Regions from separate parts of the Zea mays genome. Here region 2 is linked to region 1. Evidence: chromatin contacts called from public Hi-C data. All regions are on one chromosome and are shown on one strand. Each heading gives the region's core, a stretch centred on a gene start, on an enhancer-like site or on the middle of the called end of the contact. The rest is flanking DNA. Distances are from core to core; before and after follow the strand shown.

Region 1 (7,031 bases), core at 804-3,303:
TACATTTCATACAATTCATCTTTATGTGACGTCGTATAATTTTTTTTAAAAAAAAGTTTGAGTTTTTTTACATCACTCCCTGTTAGGGAAAAAACAATATTGTCACATCTACGAGAGTGGCATAACAAAATTTTCTATGTGAAAATAATCGTCTAGCATGGTAGATCATGTTACGCTAACATATATGGCATAACATATGCACTGGAAACGGCAATAGGTAAATGTCTATCGGGTATTACTATCCTATGCACATACCCAAGAGAAAAAATAAACCAGTTGAGTCACCCATATCTACTTGTGGGTATGTATTTACCTCCATACTCGTACTTTATGTGGGTATGGGTCACCCATCGGGATATCCGTACCCACAAAGATTAAACATATATCAAAATAATATATTGTACAAGTATATATCCATCTAAATACCATCACAAAAATTCTAGCATTATTCAATTATTCAATCTTACATACAACATCACCACAGATAATTGGATAAAGTAGCAACATTAGGATAGTACCACATAACACAATACATGTTCCATTACATGGTCGTCGTCGAATAGTTGTTAAGCCTTCCATGACATTATTGCTCAAAAGGGTGTGAAATAGTCAAAAGATGGATGATTGTATCCTAAGTTCATGTTTTTGGACCAAGTTTATACCGGGTAGTTTATACCCACGGTTTAACGGGTATGAGTGACGGCGGAACATTATAATATTCGTTTATCCATTGGATGAAAGTTTTTTTTCCAAAAAAAAACTCATTAGTAAAATATTTAGCACATATACACATCTTAATGTAGTAAATATCCATCGGGTATCGGGTTGTGGATACTCATTGCTATCTCTAATCTGCACACCATCATACGCTTACACAAGAATTAATCTCAAACCATGTGTTCCCAGTATACGCTATACGGCTGCGTATATATCCAGGCATGTGTTGATGCTGCCGATCGGTATCTGGGGCGCTGGCTGCAATTATTCACAAGCATTCACAGTACCGTTCGGCATATATATATATATATATATATATATATATATATATATATATATATATATATATATATATATATATAGTAGCACACCGCACAAAGCCAGTTCGGTGTGCATGGCAGCGCGGCTGGCCGCCTCGATCGGCTAGGCCTCGGCTCATAGCATAGAAGACAAAAGGCCATGCCATTTCAGATCACAGTACTCGGCACACATGCATGCGCTCGCATATGTCCTGTGGTGAAACGACCAAAAGTACGCACGACTATGCGCCACACTGTAGCCGCCGCATATGCGTACGTGGGCGATTCCGTCTCTCCTTCACCCCCTGACGCCGATGCTGATAGACGACGACGACGCACAACCATGCATATAATCGTGGACTATTTGCACATGAATAAACGCCAGTAGATAACTGCTCTATTGATGGTGTATATAGTACATCCACAGAACGGAACACATGATGCAAAATTCTTGTGTGTGCATGCAGCAGCAGCGTGCATGCACACAGGTCGATCCAGAGCGTGCGTGCTTGGCGATCAGATCGGTCGGGTCGCCCGGCCGGCCTGCGCTGCGCATGCCATGAAGAAGGCCTGAGTAACGGAGTGGTGCAAGTAGGTTGCGTGTGCGGCGGACTCGGTCATTCCGTCCGTCAGTGGGTTAAAAAGAAGAGGAGACAGAGACGACAGGCGTCCGACGCGAGCGAGCTAGATCAGCTCAGGGAGGTCCGGCTCCGGCCGGGGACGGTTCCAGCCTTTTCACCGTGCATGGACATGGTAGCATCGCATGCGGATCGGACCCGGTGGCCGGCATATGCACGGCCCGTTTTTCTTTTTACCAGGCCAGGGCCAGGGCGACAGGCGCCCGACGCGGCCATGCCGCCTTGCGTATGGAGGTGGCACACCGGCCGCGGCCTCCCCCACGCACCTCGCCCGTCTGCCGTGCCCTTGAAAAGGTCAGCCTCCATCCGTCCGTCCGTCGGTCAATCGACCGGCGCAGGAGGACGGAGGGCCAGCATATGTTATGCATATGCATATGCATGCACGCACATCGATCGCCAGAAGAAAACAATACAAAATCCACACAACCCATCACTCTCGCCCTCCTGTCCCTCTCTCGACATGCCTGTCTATCTCTCTCTCTCTCATCTCTCTGCCCTCACATACTTCTTTATTGTCCTCTCTTGGAAGCCAACTCAAGTTACCCATCTCTCTCTCTCTCTCTCTCTCTCTCTCTCTCTCTCTCTCTCTCTCTCTCTCTCTCTCTCTCTCTCTCTCTCTCTGTGTGTGTCTCTCCTCTTCTTGTGTTTTCGATCCCTCTTCTCTCCTGTTGCTTGCTTGGTGTGGAGAAAAGATAGCTCACTTTCCACAGCCCCATCTCTCACATCCTGCTTCCCCTCCACCCTACCTCCTTTTCTGCCCCCCACAAAAGCTAAACAAGCTTGCTGGTTCGCTTGCCTGCTTGGTATTAGCTACCCCCAAGCAGATCGGGCCAACCTGCAACTACTTCAAGAGATCGCTGTCCCTGCCCTAGCAGCCTTCTTTCTCCTTCGTGACAACACATGCATGCACCCAGGCTGCTGCTTCCTGTGCTGTGCATCACACGGGTCTTGGAAAGCTAGCCTCGTTAGCTTCTTGGTGCCAGTTGATTGGAAAGGAGCGAGAGAATTATTGAGCGGTTGGCATCAGCCGCTTGCATCCACTATAGAGGCAGCGAGCGAGAGCGAGAGGGATCGGCAAAGGGCGCCCTAGGGGAGCTACTACTAGCTGCCGCACGATACTACAGCCATGTGCGACTACTTCCTTCCGAGGATGGAGGGCGACCAGGCCGGCGGCGGAGACCTCACGGACATCGTCCGGTCCGGCGGAGCCATCCCTGGAAACGCCGCGGACACGCCGTCCACGGCCGCCGCGGACGAGTGGCAGCTCCAGGGGGACGCGACGATGCTCTTCCCGCCGCTTCCCTCGTCGACGACAGCATCGGAAGTAGGCTGCGCCGCCGTCTTCGGCACCGACCCTTTCTCCGGCCTCGTGGACCCGTTCAGTACCGACTACTCCTCGGGCGCCGACTTCCTGGACGCCATGCCGGACGCGATGGCCAAGGTCGGCTTCGACACGACGGCTATCTGTGGCGGCAGCGGCAGCGGCAGCGGCTGCAGAGGAGGAGGCGGAGGCCAACTCATAGACATGAGCCGGAAGCAGCAGCCTCTCTTGCCGCGGGGGTTGCAGATGCCGGCGGTTGGAGGAGTGCTGACGCCGAGGGTGGTGCTGCCGTCGCCGTTGTCGCCGAGGGAGATACGACCGTACCCGGCGTTAGCCGGAGACATGGTCAAGCTCGGAATCACGGCCGGGCAGGTGGCCGGGTGCGCCATCGACGCCGCCGTTGTCGACATGCAGATGTCTTCGCCTCGCGCCGCGGGCGGGATCAAGCGCAGGTTGGGCAGATCCGCCTGGATCCAACGCACATCTGCTAGCTTCGTTGCATCGTCTTTATCTTGCATGCGTGTTTGCTACCTGCTACTCCGTATATAGCTCGTGATGATTTTTAGGGAAGGTTCTGCGATCTCTTTTTTTTTTCTGTTGCTTTTGCTTCTCCTCCTCTCTCGTGCTCCGCGCGCTGCACCTCCATGGAAAAAAAGAAATAGAGTAAGAAATGGGGCAGGATTCCAAGGATTCCTCGGGCTGTGCTAGCTAGGAATTGGCAAGGTCGTAAGTGTTGCCTACAGCTCGAAATTTGAGGCGTGAGAGTCATCATGAACACATGGTGTGATCAGTGGGGGGTATTTCTGGATGGACCAACGATGCCTACACATGTACATAGGGTTATGTGCATCTAGACCTAGCTGGTTTTCTCCCCGGACAGGCCGGCTTTGGAGTCTCCAAAGCTGATTTACGAAACCCTAGTAATAAGCCTCAATTAATTTAAAAAAAAACAGTACCTTTGCCTCATCAATAGATAATTATTCGTGCACTTGTAGCTCTGTAATTTTATCACTTGCTTGATCACAGATGCTCATCAAATATTAACGCCATCAGAAAATACATCTGCGCAGGAAGAACCAAGCAAGGAAGGTGGTATGCATCCCAGCGCCGACAGCAGCAGGGGGGAGACCAACTGGAGAGGTGGTTCCTTCTGATCTCTGGGCCTGGAGGAAGTACGGCCAGAAGCCTATCAAGGGTTCTCCTTATCCAAGGTATGCGTTAAGCACATCCACGAATTAGCTGGGATTTTGTTCCAATAGAAGAGAAATGGTTAATGTGGCTCAGTTAATCTATAGCTGAATAATCTGCTGGTGATAAATTCGAGGTGAAGCTTACAAATTACTACTATAAGAGAGTAAACAAAACTATCTTCTCTAGTTCTCTATGGCCCATCGCTATAGAATTCTTAGCTCCACAATTATTCTTATTTGTGGCTGCATGATCGATGCAGTTTGAAAGACAATTTAATGCATGGTTACCTGGCTAGCTAGGTAGCAAGACGTATAGTATGGGGAGGATGCTTGTAAGTCTCATGCGTCCAATATCTATAGTAGTTAGTTGTTTCATCACTCTATGAGACATTTTGGCGTTTGTTTTTGGAGTGTACAACACGTCGTCCTAATTACAGATACGGTTACATTATCAGCAACAGATAACAAAGTATGCACCTTATCTTGGGGTTAATGTGTTCCAAGGCATACACATTACCAAACCGTTCATGTTTTCCCCCAGATTTTAATTCTATATGCAAAGCGTAGTTAGGAGTTGCTCACACCCACCTGGATCTACTTTTAAGCTCTTTTGTACAGTTTTTATTTACATGTGATATGTCAGACTATCTTCCCTAGATTGAACGGGGGAAACTAATTATAAAAATTCTGATAAATCATACCTCTCTGTTTCAAAATATAATTCTTTCTAGGCTTCCAGCCTTTTTTCTATTCACATTCGCATTAATGACAATAAATATAGACATATATAGACTACATTTATAAGTTGATTAATGAATGTAGATTTAATCTAAAACGAATTATATTTTTGGACAGATGGAGTATCAAGTACGACACTGTTGATTTTGAATAACTGTTTAAGTATATGTAAGCATATATACATGTAAAACTGATGAGCCCCCGATCGATCGATCGGCTCATCGGGATATATATGAAGTGCAATTTATTAAAACTTACATAGATACGCTGGTTGCAATATATCACAGCAAGCTAGTGATGAAAAAGGTGCGTGCATGCTTGCTGACTTCAATAATGTTCTTGTTCATGAAATGCACGATATCCAGAGGGTACTACAGATGCAGCAGCTCGAAAGGATGCTCGGCGCGGAAGCAAGTGGAACGAAGTCGGAATGACCCCAACATGCTCGTCATCACCTACACCTCCGAGCACAACCATCCATGGCCGACTCAGCGCAACGCCCTGGCCGGGTCAACTCGGAACCACCACAGCAAGAACAGCGGCGGCAGCTCAGGTTCCAAGAACGAGAAGCAACAGCAGCAATCCAACACCGACGTCAAGGAAGAGCCCAACAAGGATCCAGCCACCACCACGACGACGACGACGACCACTAGCACGATCACTACAATGACAACCAGTGCTTCTCCGGCAGCGGTCGTGAAAGAGGAGACTCTGGCAGCTGGGTCGTCAGAGGCGCCGCTGGGGCAAGTCATGGATACAGCAGCAGCAGCAGTAGACCACAGTATCGAGCTCATGGACCAGGTGTTCAGCTGTGAGAGCTACAAGCCGATGATGATCCCGGAGGCCGGCGGCCACTCATCTGACGACTTCTTCTCCGACCTCGCGGAGCTGGAGTCGGATCCCATGAGCCTAATCTTCTCCAGAGAGTACATGGAAGCGAAGCCAAGCGGTGGCGATGGTGACCATCGTGGGCACCAGGAGAAAGCGATGACGTCCAAGGACCTGGATCCACTGTTCGACATGCTGGACTGGTCTGCCAATTCCTCGTCGTCAGCAGTGAGCTCGTCGTTTGAGCAACAAGGAAACAGAGGGTAATCGATCGTCGATCCATTGGCATATGTACGTGCACACATACGTTTGATCAGAGAGAAGCTAATAACAACAAACCCAGAGAAACTAAGATCACCACAAGGTCATGAGTTAAATTAAGACGAGAGAGAGTTCCTCCTTTTTCTTCACTTTCTTTTCCTCTTTAGTTCTTTAATTTGGTTCTTATCATATCATTTGTGTGAGAGAGATTGGAATTTTTTGTTGTTGTTGTTGTTGTTGAACGTGCTCGATCTTGGATATGAGCCTTGTTTTTTAAGGTTTGTGTCAGGTTGCTTGGTGTGCTATATGCATGCATGAGATGAATAGCCCCCTGCCCCCGGCCCTGGGGAGTGGGGATTCTTCTCTCTCTCGCGTGTGCGCGGGCGCTCTCCATTATTGGCATGGAGAGAGAGAGAGAGAGAGAGTTTATGAACGTCGCCTAACATTCTATGTGCTGGAAGAGATCGAAGAGGGCATAGAAAAATGGAGGAGAGGATTGGGGCCGGGCCAGGGGTGACGTGAATGTGATAGACGGAGAAGGAGACCCACGTCGTCCTTGAATGAAGGTGATGTGACAGAAAGCAGGGCAGGGCGCCGTTGCAACGAAGAAAGCAGATGTTTGTTGTTACAATATACTAGCCTCTCTCTCGCTTTTTTTCAGCTTTTTGCATGCAGAGAGGCTGGAGCTGGAGCCTGGGCCTGGGCGGGCGCGCGCCTATGTTTGGATTCTCTGAATAACGGTACATATTTAATAGTTTTTGTCTGTGCGCCATGGAAATTGCACGAACCCTTCAATGTATACCTGTTCCTGATCTAAAGACCAGCCCCGTACTGCTGCAAGGCAGGAGTGTTACTCAGGTCCCCTGTGCATTAGTACATGCGATACACAGCACATCGATCTGTACGTGCCCTAGCTAGCTGGCTAGCTATGCAGCTGTGCCGGCCTGACAGGTAACGGCGTCGGTGTGTATGTGTTATATATGTATGTACTCTGTAGCGGAAGTGAGTACAAGGTATATACTGCGTTGCACGTACTACT
Region 2 (7,590 bases), core at 4,591-7,090, 520 kb before region 1:
GATTCCTCCAAAATGAAGTGATCCAAACTGCCCTTAGTAGAATTTTGTTTCTGGCTATTTACATTTTTAAAGTTGTGGTTCCGTTCAGGACTTTGCCCATATACGTTTTGGTTTGTGCTTTGACCTTTTAGTTGTGAACTTGTGATTATTTCATTTATGGGATTAGAATATTATTATTATTAAATAACGAGATTGAATAACAATGAGCCATGACTTGATTGAATTTCATAAGCGCTAGCATTAATTATTTGGATATTATATATAAAGTAAAACTGTGGCGGATCTCTAGGCCATTTTATTTTATTTATCGTTTGAACTAAGACAAGCCTGGGCTAAACCACACTAGCGGATTTTCTTAGTGGACTCCTAGCAGCTTGAAACTGTATTGTGAATTCCCCAACCAGAACCAAACAAATGCCTTGGCATTACCTCTTATGTATTTGCTTGGTAACTTCGGCAGATCGGAAACAACAACCACCTCTTCTGTTGGGCATGCCAGAAGCATTTTTGTGCCCTGTGCCATAAGGCTGTCCAAAAGCCCGCACAGCATTATGGCCCCAAAGGATGCAAGCAACATACGGCAGATCCCTGAATGAGGTTTTCCCATATGTGCATCAACACCGTGGTGCCAGTGCAGTTTCGAAGTGTTCTGTGCAAGTACAGATAAATACTTGTCCTGGGACGTACTTCACTCCTGGATTCCATTATTGTTATTATTTTTTTTGCTGCAAGCATGTTTTGAAGTTTCCGTCGTCGTTGTACCTACAGTAACAGTTGTGCAGTTTACATTCGGGAACATGAACAGGAACTGTTCATTCATTCGTTCAGTACCAGATGGATTGTTGAGAATACTCGGGTGTTGAAGTTGAGAATACTCGCGTATTAAAGATGCGATTGAACACAAGTCCAAAACCGATAGAACCTTGTAAAATTCTAAAAGGGAAGATTATTTGTTGTACTGTTGGATTGATCTTATGCCAATACAAAGGAAGCTGTCATTGTTTGGTTATATGGTTTCAAATTTTAACTTGGCGTTCCCGATGGTCGGACCTGTGGTTTGAGTGACTGTTGTCATTGGAATATTGAATGTTCTTGCTGGTTACCTGCATCTTCAATTTTCCCAGTTAATTCAGTATTTTTTTTGTTCTCTCTCTCTAGTAACGATATCATGAGTCATGACCCACCTTCGTCAGCCGAAAGGAAAGAAAGTTTATGTGGTTCAGATTAGAAGTTTGCATAGAGGGGTGGAGGGGTTGATTTGTACCAGATACGTTCCTAAAAAAAGGGTTCATCTAACCTTCCTCGACAATTGCAAAAGTCTGCTTTGCCTCCCTCCGTAGGAAAGCCAGATGTTTAGTTGATGTGATGCGAGGTCATGTTCTACTATAACGATGTCATGTTCTACTATAACGATGAGCAAGCCACGCTGATGCTCTCACTTATTTAGAGCAGGAAGTGGGGCACGCTTTACTCTGCGCCAGTGCCATACCATGCAAGTACAATACACTCTGCTGCAATTTCAACGAACATGGTTGCAGTTATTGTCGACCCTATAGCACTAAGTTTTTTTCAGAGATGGCCGTCCGTCTCCGGAAGCGAAGGAGGGTCCTCCAGTCGTGTGACCTTCAGCACGCCTGGTACTTCTGCTCATTTGAGGATTGAGAACCATGTTGATGGACGCCAATACGTTGAAATTCACGTCGTCAGTTCTTTTATATCCAAAATTGTTATATAATTAACAGTAGCATATATGGACTGATACGGATTTAGCTCACTTGACAGCCGACGGCCCTGGTTGTTGGTGATGAGCGCGCTGAATACCCCGAGCTCACTGTCGTACGTTGCTCTCCGCGCTGCTTCGACGCTGAGGTCGTCCAGCAAAAAAAACACAGGGTAAAAAACAGGGAGATAAAGTTGCTTGAGTCTTGGAGGAGAATGGAGAATGGAGAGGTCCATGAGCCATGCATGCGACCTGCCGAGCACTTTGGCGAGCAGGCGGTAGTTGTAGTCGAGCTCGTCCACGCCGTCGTCCGGGAAGCGGACCGTGGCCTCGAACAGGTGGATCTCCTGGCCTCTCCGCTTCGGCGCCGGGCCGACGGCCGCGGCGACGACGGCGAGCGCCACCAGGACGGCAGCAACGACGGGGGACGTTCTGCCGCAGGTCATCTTCATGTTTTTTTTTCTTTCCCGCACAGTTAGCACGGGTTGAAGGCTTGCAGCGACTGAAGATTTGTTCTCTCTTTCTGTTTGGCTCAGTTGGGGTAGTATGTTGGTGAACTAGGGCCCGATTTTATAGGGTGGCTGTGCTGGTCAGTTACGTGAGTTCGAACTGTTTTCACCATCATAATAAAAGGCTCATTGAAGATCATTCATGAAGATCGATGAACGCTTCTACAGTCCACTTATTACAGCACTGATCATGCAAAGCGACATGCTTAGGTTCCGGCACCCCAGAATTCACTTCTCTTATACAAATCGAAATCGTGCTGTTGCTTAGGTTCCGTTACCTCCAAGTTTTTGTGCTCGGCGTTTGGGGCATCTGACTGACTGTTGAACCAATTGGGCGTGCTGCATTTATCATCAGGCGTTCAATTGATCTTTACCACCGATGACCTTGCCGCAGGCAGAGCAGAAGACCTGGCAAGAGTTTCCGCACACCATTTTGTCGCACGCTTCTGCTTTGGCGATGGCCATTCGATCAGCATTCGAGGCAGAAAATCAACATTTAAGTCAAAAAAGTCCAAAAGCTACTGCTAGGGAAAAAAATTCTTTGCATCCGGGACGCAAATAATCCCTTTTACATATCAGAGGTGTTTGCATCTGGAATGTACATAATTATTTTCGGGGAAAAATTCTTTGCATCCAGTACGCAAAGAATTTCTTGTACAACATCCAGTGGTGGTCCATATAAATAGAAGAAAAACAAGTTATTAAAGAGTTAATTTGCAAATTTTGATCCGTTTTTGTGGACCTCCAAGTGATGGATACAAGGGGCTGTAAAAGAGTGTGTTTACATCTGAAATGTACATAATTTTTTCCCCTTATTTTCTGTGGGGATGTACAATTTTTTTTCCCTTATTTTCCGTCTTTGGTGCTCCTTAGCAGAACCGTCAACGGTGGTATGCCATCCTCGTTTGCGGCCTCTTGTTTCGCGACAAATTTTGCGACTTACGGCGATCTTGAGCGTGCGAGTTACGACGATCCAATCATGACATTTGACACACACGTACCTCCCTCTTGGTGTTGTTTTTTGTTAGGTAACCTACTTCCTTATCGTGTTTTATGGTGACGTATATACGCAACTTGCTCGACCAAATTAAAAAAAAAAGAGGCATGGCCCGTGGAGTGTGTGAACAAGACTACGGCACATCGAGTAGGAAAAAACAAACACACACACACGAGAGACGGGTGCGATGAAATGCGAGAGGAAAGGCTATAGTCAAAAAAGGCACGACACAACTGGACGTCCGTTGCGTGCGTAGTAGTCTACGAAGGCGCAGCGGTTGGACCGGCCGGGTTAAAATGGCAGTGGGAACCCGGTGATCACAGCGCATGCATCACGCTGACGTCATCCATACCCTCCATTATTGTATAAGTTTAGCATATACCAACTTCCAACCGGCAAATGAAGGTAGTAAGGCCTGTTTGTTTAAGTTTAGGACTAGTTTGTGAACTCAATTTTTTCATAGGATTTTCATTTTTCCAAGGGAAAGCGAACTAATTTTCCTTGTAAAAATAGAAATCCTTTGAAAAAATGGAGTTCCCGAACCAGCCCTTAGATTATATAGTAATCCAACTTAAACAATTAAAGAGTCAAATAAATAAAACAGATTATCCATAAGCTGGATTACACGTATAACTCTATAAGGAAACAAACTGGGTCCGAAGAAGTTGCATCATCTCGGGTAAACTCAGTGAGTACCGGAAATATTGACTCCTTTTTGTCAATCTACTGCGCGCCTGACCAAAAACAGCATCTTTTTAGCTCTTCTGTATATGTGCACACTAGCCTAACTGATCTCCCTTTTTATTATTATTATTATTATTATTATTATTATTATTATTATTATTATTATTATTATTATTATTATTATTATTATTATGTACTTATAATAATACGCCGCCGGCGGTTTAGTATTGAGTTTATGCTCCTCTGAGCTATGCACTTGTACAATCATTGTGCAAGCAAGCAATACGATCCGTTTGTTCAGGATTTCTGTTCTGCTATCTAAAAAAAATAAAAAAAAAACGACGACGACGAACGATAAATCTCACAACCCCATCAGGTTGCTACTACTAGTCACCGAGTACCCGGGTTCCTGGAGCACGGCGGAGGCGGGGCCCGCTTGGAAGTAGCAGGACACCGGGTCGTCCACCATGGCAGGAAGCGGGTCCGGGTGGTTAGCCACCAGACCATGTGGGCCCGTTGGGTACTGGTAGTGGTAGTCCTCCACGTCCACGGGGCCCCACAGGCCCAACTCCCTCTCCAGGTCCTCCAACCACCACTCCTTTCCCTCCTCCTCCGCCGCTCCGTGGTGGCTGGTCGCGCAGGCGCCGTTCGTCGTCGGCTCCGGCGCATTGCTCTGGCAGCACGGCGCCGATGTCTCGGCAGACACGGCGCAAGCGGAGCCTCCTCCGTCGCCGCCGCCGTCGCCGTTGCCGTCGATGATGCTCCACAGCTCCTGGTCGATGTCGATCTCTGGCAGCACGAGCAGGTCGTCCACGCCGAGCGGCGCGCAGCCCGGCGGCGGCGGTGGGGACGTGGACGAGGCGCAGGGCGACGTGGGTCTGGACGCCGACGCGAACGCGGACACGGCCGGGCCGTACGGCGCTGGCACGGGGTCCACCAGCATGTCGAAGCCGAAGGTTATTGGGTCGTCGTCCAGCATGGGCATCATCTCGAGGTTCTCCAGGTCCAGCTCGTCGTCGTCCGCCTCCTTGCTGGTGTTGCTCTGCTGCTCGCCGGAGTCGCCGCTGGAGCAGTTGGCCGTCGTCGTGGTGGACGAGGACGGCGACGGAGACGGAGTCGGTGACGGGAGCGGCTCCTCGGCGCCGCCAGCGGCTTTCTTCTTCTTCTTCTTCTTGTTCTTGTTGGACCCGGCGGCGCCGTGCTCCTCCTCCCCGCCGGACGGCGATACCCGCTTCTTCAGGTGCGTGTTCCAGACGTTCTTGATCTCGTTGTCCGTCCGGCCCGGCAGGCACGACGCGATCTTGGACCACCTAGTAGTAGAAACAAAACCCAAACGGAACTCGATCAGCCTCGACGACGTCATGGCCGGCCGAGTGCAGCAGAGTCAGGGAGCTGAAGTCCTCCAAGTCGGAACGCACTTGTTGCCGAGCAAGCCGTGGAGCTTGATGACGGTCTCCTCCTCCTCGGCGCTGAAGTTGCCGCGCTTGAGGTCCGGGCGGAGGTAGTTGATCCACCGCAGCCGGCAGCTCTTCCCGCACCGCAGCAAACCTGTGGAATCGAATTAAGAGACAACCATTAGAGCCGAGCGAACTCCGAGTCCCATGCATGCAACGTGCACAAGGAATCCAGCGCGCCGCCGTCCGTACCTGCTTGCTTGGGCAGGGCGCGCCAGTTGGCGTGGCCGTACTTCTGAATGTAGGCGACGAGGCGCATGTCCTCCTCCGGCGTCCAGGAGCCCTTGTTGAGCCCCACCTTGGCGCAGCACGGTGCCCGGCCCTTCCCCATGGCTGTCCCGAGTCCCAAGCTGCTGCTGCTGCTGCTGCTGCCGCGCGGCGACACCTCGAGCTCCTGCTCCTGACCTGTGTCTCTGTGTGATCGATTGCTCGATTCCGTGCGTGACAGTGCCTCGCCCTGTGCCAGGGACCTGTGCGGAGCTGCAGCCAGGACAGTGGCACGGCCAGGCGTATATATACACGAACGCACGCGCGCGGCCCCACGGTGAGATGCCGGGTGCGGGTCGCGCGCGCCCTTGACGTGCGCGACGCCGACAGCGCGCGACAGGTGACACAACACAGAGCGCGGCCGTGTGCGCTCGCGCGCGGCCCCTCACCAACCAAACCCCCCCTGTCAGACTGTCAGATCTCAGAGCCTCTGCCTGCGTTCGTTCGTTCGTTCCCCGGGTCGAATTCCCAACAAATGCGGAGGCCGGAGGGGGGCCATCGCGCGATCTCAGTGGGGCCCCGTGGCCCTTGCTTGCCCAGCTGGGTGTCCGAGGTGGCCGCGCGGGCGCCGACTGGCATCGCGACTGGACATGTGTGATTGCTTGGTGTGCCGTCACTTGGACAAGCGCGCGACATTGGTTGCATCAGGCCGTGGGTTTATGGGCTAAAGCATGTTTGTTTGCGAAAACGAAGAATAAGCACGACGATGATGGATAAATATCGGGGTTTTTTTTTCACCCCACCCCGATTCGTCAAAATCAGCATAAATGGCGGGGGACAGAGAGCAAGTTGGACACTTTGCTTAGGATCAAATCTATTGGAGCAGTCCGCCTCCGTACCACTGTGCGCAAAACTTCGCATCAATATACAGCGCTTTTCCAGGCTCCTTCATACTCGCTGCACTGCACTGCACGTTTGAGGAATTATAAGCTGGGCTGCAATTGACCTGGTAACAGAGGGTAGCTAAATGACCAGTTTGTTCTGTGCTTCTTACACTAGCAGTACCTAATACTCCCTCGGTTATTAGCCGTTTTAGCTCTGCGTTTTTATGTCTACGTTTAAATGGATAACGATGAACCCATACTCATATAAAACATATACATTGTACGCAATAATTAACTAAAACGAAATTTAATTTTGGACGGAGTGAGTACTTCAATAAAAGTTCCTGTGTGGTACGGACAAGAGCAAGTGGATAAGTGAAGGTGTCAAAAATCTACAGCTAATCTGGACGTTTCCAAAACCAATTTTCGTGTTTTCTCCTTCCACCACCGGCTGTCCTTCGCGTACATTCCACCGACACAGTAACGCATCAGAAGGAAGAAAAAATATGCGCTGATTATGTAGTACTCCAGTTGACATATTGCACCGTCGTCAGATTTGGTAGTTTCACATTGTCTTAATAAGGGCACAAGTGCTGGCATTTGGTACGCACCACTCAAATTATTTGATTTATCCTCCCATTCCCTGTACTAGTTAAGCTGTTGGTATCAACAGCCCATAGACATTAAACAAGTTGCACTGCATCGTGACAAAAAAAAAACGATTGTACTCTAAAACGTACTTTCTCGGGCTCATGTTTATATTTTTTTGTCCTGTGCAACCATTTCTATATATATTTGATTTCGTCGTATCGAATCGAGCTACTTACTAGAGTCTTAGACTAGTACTACTACCTGCTCGTCAGTCGTCACTGTTGAAAAAAAAACAGTAGCAGAAAAATGAAAGGAGACTACCTACCCGTTCCCCCCACCCCCCTTCCGTACGGCACCTCCAGTCGTTGATCAAACAGCAACGATCTGATTCGCAGATTAAGTCCAAACCTCGTTCTCGACCAGACGACCACTCGATTACCGGTGCTAGCACTAGCACGCAATGTGTATAACCTGTTGTTGCAATCCGCTAGAACAGATGGACACAGGCAGCAGCACAGCCAGCGCACGAAGGCACGAAGGCTCG

Evidence for each region. Hi-C and Micro-C count contacts between places; a contact is called where the count stands out from the background.
Region 2: a Hi-C map of bundle sheath shows a contact between it and region 1, with 3 times the contacts expected there. The contact joins the promoter of LOC100285029 here to the promoter of LOC103645995 in region 1. A contact is called at or near these places in 2 of 25 Hi-C or Micro-C datasets (bundle sheath and ear).

What each region holds. Positions count from the first base shown.
Region 1 is chr2:13,314,982-13,322,012 of Zm-B73-REFERENCE-NAM-5.0, reverse strand. It overlaps LOC103645995 (probable WRKY transcription factor 14), which reads left to right and starts at 2,053. Exons shown (of 3, transcript XM_008670735.4): 1 at 2,053-3,427; 2 at 4,046-4,186; 3 at 5,269-6,280. The coding sequence starts at 2,781. The coding sequence ends at 5,998.
Region 2 is chr2:13,836,666-13,844,255 of Zm-B73-REFERENCE-NAM-5.0, reverse strand. LOC100285029 reads right to left here and starts at 5,840. Exons shown (of 3, transcript NM_001372162.1): 1 at 5,557-5,840; 2 at 5,329-5,458; 3 at 4,106-5,220. The coding sequence starts at 5,695. The coding sequence ends at 4,272. It overlaps LOC103646002, which reads right to left and starts at 2,539. Exons shown (of 3, transcript XM_008670745.4): 1 at 1,973-2,539; 2 at 1,776-1,864; 3 at 1,379-1,643. The coding sequence starts at 2,172. The coding sequence ends at 1,570. It overlaps LOC103648421 (E3 ubiquitin-protein ligase RNF14), which reads left to right. Exons shown (of 7, transcript XM_008672896.4): 7 at 461-1,027. The coding sequence ends at 592.